2 separate regions of the Zea mays genome follow, and region 2 is linked to region 1. A link is a contact called in public Hi-C data. All regions are on one chromosome and are shown on one strand. Each heading gives the region's core, a stretch centred on a gene start, on an enhancer-like site or on the middle of the called end of the contact. The rest is flanking DNA. Distances are from core to core; before and after follow the strand shown.

What was found. Hi-C and Micro-C count contacts between places; a contact is called where the count stands out from the background.
Region 2: a contact with region 1 is called in a Hi-C map of endosperm, with 2.7 times the contacts expected there. The contact joins the promoter of LOC103644867 here to the enhancer-like site in region 1. A contact is called at or near these places in 3 of 25 Hi-C or Micro-C datasets (ear, endosperm and tassel).

What each region holds. Positions count from the first base shown.
Region 1 is chr1:115,321,239-115,324,811 of Zm-B73-REFERENCE-NAM-5.0, forward strand. No RefSeq gene overlaps it. Among protein-coding and RNA genes, the nearest start is that of LOC103637963, 28 kb to the left of the region's middle. Within about 2 kb of position 1,628, at least 17 of the 20 cell types and tissues checked have an H3K27ac peak or open chromatin away from gene starts, as enhancers often do. A contact at or near this core is called in ear, endosperm and tassel, where this site is marked.
Region 2 is chr1:115,537,387-115,540,624 of Zm-B73-REFERENCE-NAM-5.0, forward strand. LOC103644867 reads right to left here and starts at 1,265. Exons shown (of 9, transcript XM_035964076.1): 1 at 739-1,265.

The sequences.
Region 1 (3,573 bases), core at 378-2,877:
CATATTTTAAAACATCAAAGAAAGTATGTTGTCATATCGAAGCAGCCTTCTGAAAATAAAGGACAACTGTGTCGGGGGCTCAAGCTCTTAGTTCAAGAAGATTAAACATATATAGTTCCCTGTAATGAAAGCACGCACAAGCATGTGCCAAAAAATATATAAGACAGAAGAAGCAAATGACAACCTAAGTACCTTTGTCTTAGGGTATTACAATTAAACAGAAACATTAAATTTGCTTCCAAGTAAAATGGTAGCCTTCAACATGAGCACGAATGTTATCTTAAGCGTAAGTACACGAGAATTTATTACAAGGTTTATCGTACAACATATAGTACAATATTCGTGTGTTGCGACGGCGCATAAATATTCGATAAAATTAGTCAGCCACGGGCGTCCCATACCGCCCTTGTGGTAGCACTGTTTTCTCGGGTGGTTGCTCCATGTTCCAATTAACATAATGATCTTATCATGAATAGTAAATAACTCATTGATAATAAATAGTATGATCATGAATAATGTGTATCTTAACACCCAAAATCACAAAGAGCAATAGCATATACTACCCAAAAGTTCACTGGTAAACAAGGTATAAAGAAGACCAAACTAGGGTAACCTATTGGGTCCCAGCAAAATTAACCTATACATATCATAATGATTAACAGGAACATTATTGGGTAAGAAGAGTGATCAAGGGTATAACTTGCCTTCAGTGAGCTCCTTCTCAGTATCCTCTATCTGCTGAGCACCGGGTTCCTCAGTTGCTTGCTCGTCTACTCGCAACAATACAAACAAACATTGCATAGGAGAAATTAACATCACACCAAACATGAGAACATATAATATAATAATGATCTATGCATCGCAACGATATCGTAGTTTTGAGAATCACATCAATAGGAGTTAAAATGAATAAGATGTGAATTTCCAAAGTCGTAGGTGATTAAGTAAAGATAATTTCCATGTGAATATAGTTCATGTGATAAATATATTAAACAGAAATAACTGATTTATTCTAGGTCGCAACTTGATCATAAATCTTATTGTGGTCAAATTATAATTATGAGCAGGTTGACCTTTATTACAAGCTAGTCACTCAATTAAACATAAGCTAAATAGATTCATGTTCGTACAAGTATGTGAGATGTCATAATTAGTATTCTTAATGCATAGGAAATTTTATTACCAAGCTAATGCAACTAGAATGGGTCAAATAGGAGTTAAAATGAATTAATTATGAATTAAACAAAATCCTGGAATTATTTCTACACTAGAATGGTCACATGGTCATTATATAGGGTTTAATAAAATATGGACTTAGGCGAGTATTACTGAGGAACACATGGTCACTTTCATAAAATTCTGGGCCCGGGTGTAAGACTCTTTGCATAAGGATGGATGGCGGTTTGTTAAACGAGAAACACAGGGACTCATATGCAAAAAGGATTCGTGCCAAGGGGTACGCACGCACTGGAGCCACTGGATTAGATCTGAATGGCCACAGTTTAATTATGAAACGGTATTATGCGACATCCGCATGATGAGAGATCGATGGCCTGCTAGACCTCCACGCCTGCCAGCACCTCCAACCGTTCGATCGGATCGGACGGGTAGGATTTAATTATGCCCAGGGGTATTCAGGGTTTTAATCCTAGCCATTGATACAAGATCGACGACACTGATGATATCCCCCACACCTTACCGGCACCAGCGACGGCGGGCCTAGCTCGGCGGTGGTGCCATGGCTGGAGGAAGGCGCCAGACGCTTCAAGGGTAGAATTAAGAACGCTACTAGCCCTATTTCAATGTGGAGCGCAAGGCGAAACTGTTCGTGAGAACTTACCGGAGGATTAAGCGACAGTCGAGCAGGTCCACGGTGGGGAATAGCTTGGCGTAGGTTTTGAACTCCGGCGAGCAATCTCTAGCTCCTAGGTTGTCGATCACGCCCGGGGAGGAGTGGCACACACTCCACGTGGTCCTGTGCGGCTCTAAGACTCAACCCCGGACCTCGAGCACCTTCATGGATGAACGACGTCGGTAGCGGGTTCTTTCTCTCTCGGCGGGATGGGTTTGCGTGGCTTGCGATTTCGGAACGACGGCAACGGCTCGGTGCTTTCGTGCGTGGGCTAACAGGAAGGACCTCTGGGTCCCGAAGGGCTTTGCCATGATCCAACGCCGCGGTGGCGAATTCGCGCCGAGTCCGTTACGGTGGAAAAGAAAGGGCTGACCAGAGGACCCCACCCATCAGTGTCAACGTCGAACGCGAAGCGCGGACACCCCGCCAACCTCGGCCCACCAGTCATCGGGTGCGAGGGCGCGCTGAGAGGTCGCCCGCAGGGGCCCGCCGATCAGCGCACGGCGCTGGAAACAGGCCGGTGGCGCGAGTTATTGGGCCAGGACCTGCAGATTTCGGCCCAAGGACTGTGTTGCCCCTTTTCTCTTTTTTATTCTAATTTGAATTTCCTTTTTGTTTTCAAATTCTAATATTCAAATTCAAATTTGTTTGTGAGTCCCACATAGTGATCCAGTGCACAAGTATGAATACCAGCCAGATGAAATATTATATATTAAAGATTTTATTCATGCAAATTTGTATATGTATATTCATGTATGTGCTAAATGAAAGAAAAAAATCCATATACTATAAATCCCAAACTTCTTCTCATTTGTTTACTATAATTTGGGTATTACATTTTGCCAGTCTGAGCTAGGCCAGTCAGGTGTGTCATGGCCTCGCTCTATAAGGCCTGCAGGCGATGCAGTGCATTCATGCACTAAACCGTCACTCGACCAACCTACTCAGGGTGTAGTGCCCACACATCCTTTGCATGACGCACCCTATCACGCCACATCGGATCTGTTGGTTACTTGTTTTTTATTGCTGTGAACCAGAAACAAGGCAAGACAATTGTTAAATATTAAAGACCTTCGCCCTTCGAAACATTATCTCCTTCCGGATATAACGAGCCTCGGACGAAGGTCATGAAGAACAAGTCTTCATCATTCACAAATATAAAAACATTATTACAGATGTAACATTATGTTATTTACTCATTTCATATCACATGATAAAACAATGCTACAATCCACTTCATATATTAATAAAACGATACAAAATGTACATTACACTTGTACCTTCGGCTTGCTCGAAGGTAAAAAGAGTGAGGACAATTCCAATCCAGCGTGAACAGTACGATGGTACTGTTCATCTATTTATAGGCAAGGAACACAATCCAAGCAAAAGTACATTTATGACCCTGATACCTACACATTATCCTAATACAAGTATTAAGGATTAACGAGTCTTTTCCTCTCTAGCTCAATGTCACGTCTGACCTTCGTAACCATCTTGAGTCGAAGCTATAATCCTTCGACACTTTGTGGATGCCTGTTGCAGCTTCGGAGCTCTGTCCCTTTAGTTGTAGACGATTCCTTCGTCCTAAGGACCTTCGGCAGAGAAGGAGACCCCAATAGTAGCCCCTTCGTGGTGCTATGTTGTTTTTTTCATAACGAGCTCGATCCACGAAACACACGAAGGCTTCTAAGTGTCGAAGGTCTGAAAAACACATTCCCTGA
Region 2 (3,238 bases), core at 15-2,514, 220 kb after region 1:
ATAAGTTGAGTCATATTTTAGCTTATGTAATCAACCAGTGAAGTCATAAGTTGGTTCGAGATAGCTTATGAATCTAATCAGACTAGTCAATTATCTGTACTAATGCTACGGCTCAAAAGATGAGAGAAGGGGCCGATAGCGGCGACGCGAGTTAGAGGGAGCAGAGAGGGCGACATGGTCAGGAGGTAGGGGACGCAGTGGTAGCAGGAAGGGATTGGATTTAGGTGTAAGAGAGGATGATCCAAATATATGAACTATTGGCTTGACGGTGTGTTATTTATGGATGCGATTTGTTTAGTGAATTTAAAGGATGCTATGAGTATGAATGGTTTTAATTGGGTAGGTTTTACTGAAATCGGTTAGTTATATAGGAGTATAGATAGCATCGTTAGCCTTAGACTTATGCTGAGTTAGATCTTGCCCCGTCCACAGACAAATTCCACCCATAACAAGCAAGCAACTAGCATCACCATGTGCACGAGTCTCTTGTGCACCTGATATGTTCCCTTTCCACTCTCCTTGAACGTATTTGGCTAAACAAAGACGCAAAGCATTTGCTATTCTATTCGTCAATCCATCATGTCCACTACAATAAACTAATTAATTTCAAATCGCGTGCATCAGCGTCTCACAAGTGCATAAATTGAAACAAGGCAAAAAAAATTCCTTTCCCGATCTGGAGCTCGTCTACAGCCACAGGGTAAACGGAGAGGATGTGGGAGGCGACACCAATCATACCGTGCGGGGGGTGGCGGGACGCGGAGGAGGAGCGACGACGAGCCGAAGGCGCGGCGGGGGATTCCGGATGTTGTGCTGGTCGCCTGCTGCGGAATGGTGTTGGGGACGGGGAGGGGCCGGATGCGGAGCCCGGAACGGGCGCGAGGAGGTGTGGGAGACGTCGATCCCGAGCTCGACGAGGAAGGGCGGGCGCCGGGGCAGCGGCGCGGCGTGGCCGTCGAACGGGCGGCACACCCGTGCGAAGGCAGGCGAGGGATGGAACGGAGTGGTGGGGAGCGAGGAAGGGCAGCCGGCAACGATGCCGAGGGTAGCGTGCGGATCTATGGCCGTGCGGGTATTTACAAAATGTCAGAAGGGTAATCTCGCTGATTCGCAAGGCCATATCTATACTCTGAGTATAGGTGTACATTCGGCCAGCCCGGCCTCCCCCGGTCCGGCCTAAATCCGAAAAGGCACGTATTTTTTGAATTTCGGGCCGGGTCCGGCCCGTTTGAATTTCGGGTCGTACTGAGCCGGCCCATGGGCCTAGTCCTCGGCTCACGGCCCGGCCCGTAATTGTTTAAACGTGCTGTACTTATTTCGGGCGGCCCGAAATTTACATTAGAGCCCGAAATTCAATTTTTGGCCCGAAATTTAGTTTTTGGCCCAAAATTCACATCAGAGCCCTAAATTCAAAAAATAATAAAACAAATAAAAGATAAGCCAAATAAATTTGAACAAAAGCAAACTTAATATTTGTATTAAAGTTACTACAGCTATGCAATGACTACCTCGTTTACAAATCATTTTATTAGAAGGAAAAAGAGTATAATCAGCTCTATACAAAGTTCGTAAGTTTAGTTTATTGTCTAATGTTCATAACAAAAGTAAAATTACATCACATACTGTAATTCAAAGCTACAAAAAACATCTAACTAGTATTATCTCTAGCTTTGTGTTCTTTATCAAGTATATGAAAGTGTGGAATGAAGTGTGGTTTTAATAAATATATGGGCCTTTTCGTGTCTCTATATGGGTCATTTCGTGCCTGCCTTAAACGGGTCGTGCTCGTGCCCGCCATGGGCCGTGACCTCGGCCCAAACCCGGCTCGAAATAACGGGTCGTGCCGGCCCGGCACTAAAATATTTTGGGACGTGTCGTGCCTGGGCCGTGCTTTTTTTCGTGCTTCGGGCCGGCCCATCAAGCCCCGCCCAAATGTACACCTATAACTCTGAGCTTTTTGATCTCATATATTCCGAACACTCGGCTTCGTAAAATTAGTATCCCCACGTGTGCAATTCGATTTCTAGTATTATAACAGCCTCTTCTTTGAACTTTTGTTATTCTTCCCAGTTTAAACCGTCTTAGACAGCCATCAACCGCTAACAGCCTCAAATCACGCGTGTGGACGGAGGAGCTGAGGGACAGTCGCCCAGACTACCGTCATCGTCCGTGAAACTCTGGTACTGATCACCAGCGAGCTCTCCTCCGGCCACATGTTGTAGTCCTGTAGCTCACCTCCATGTCCGCCACGAGGTCCTTGAACGTGACGTGAGTGAGCCACCCCATCACGTCGAACGACACCATCTAGATCCGCACGGAGCCATGGGCAGAAACACCATGCCGGTGAGCCGGTGCTGTGCACGCCCACCCCGCCGAGTTCACCAGCACCACAAAGGTGGCCATGTCCGAGTGATGGTCAGGCTCCACCACCCGTAATCGAAGCCGGCGTCGGCTGCGGCACGCCGCCATCTCCCGCTCAACGTGCACGCCATGGCCATGATGCCCATGTTCTAGATGCCCCCTCGTGAGTAGCTACGGAGAAGAGCACCATGGCGGTGACGAAGCCCGGGAGGCCAGTGAGCTGCACACCCATGTTGTACCCGTAGCCGAAGATGAAGACGAAGACCCAGGTGCCGTAGTTGGTGACGGCGTGCCAGATTACCTGGAGAAGTTGTCCCTGAGTGGAAGCTGGCGTCGTCGCTGCCCTACTGTTGCAGCTTCTAGAGGCTGTGGAGGTTGCCGTCTGGGAGGTCATGCCCAACGGCGGAGGATGGGGGCATGATGAGCTGTGTGACGCCTCCGCGTATGGCAGTCGTGGAGGGGCAAGCGCTGGCGGAGCACGCCGAGTGCTGCCGCAAGCTGGAGGGGCGGCGACGTGCGTGAGATGCGGCGGCGCGAGGTGGAGAAGAACGGGATCGGAGCTATTCAACGAAAGTCAGCTGTTGATGACTGTGGAAGGATAACAAAAGTGCAAAGAAGAGGCTGTTATAATACTAGAAATCAAATTGTAATGATGGGGATATTAATTTTACGAAGCCGAGTGTTCGGGATATCTGAGATCCAAAAAACTCCTATACTCTCAGTCCGCTTATTCTAGTGTTTGATCTTTGTGAGTATAATTTAATTCGTGTCTAGTTATAAGTAGTATATAATTTAATTATAAAACTATGAATTTATTAAATCTAATTAATCTATAAATAGCAAATGTTTACCGTAGCATCACATGATTAAATTATAA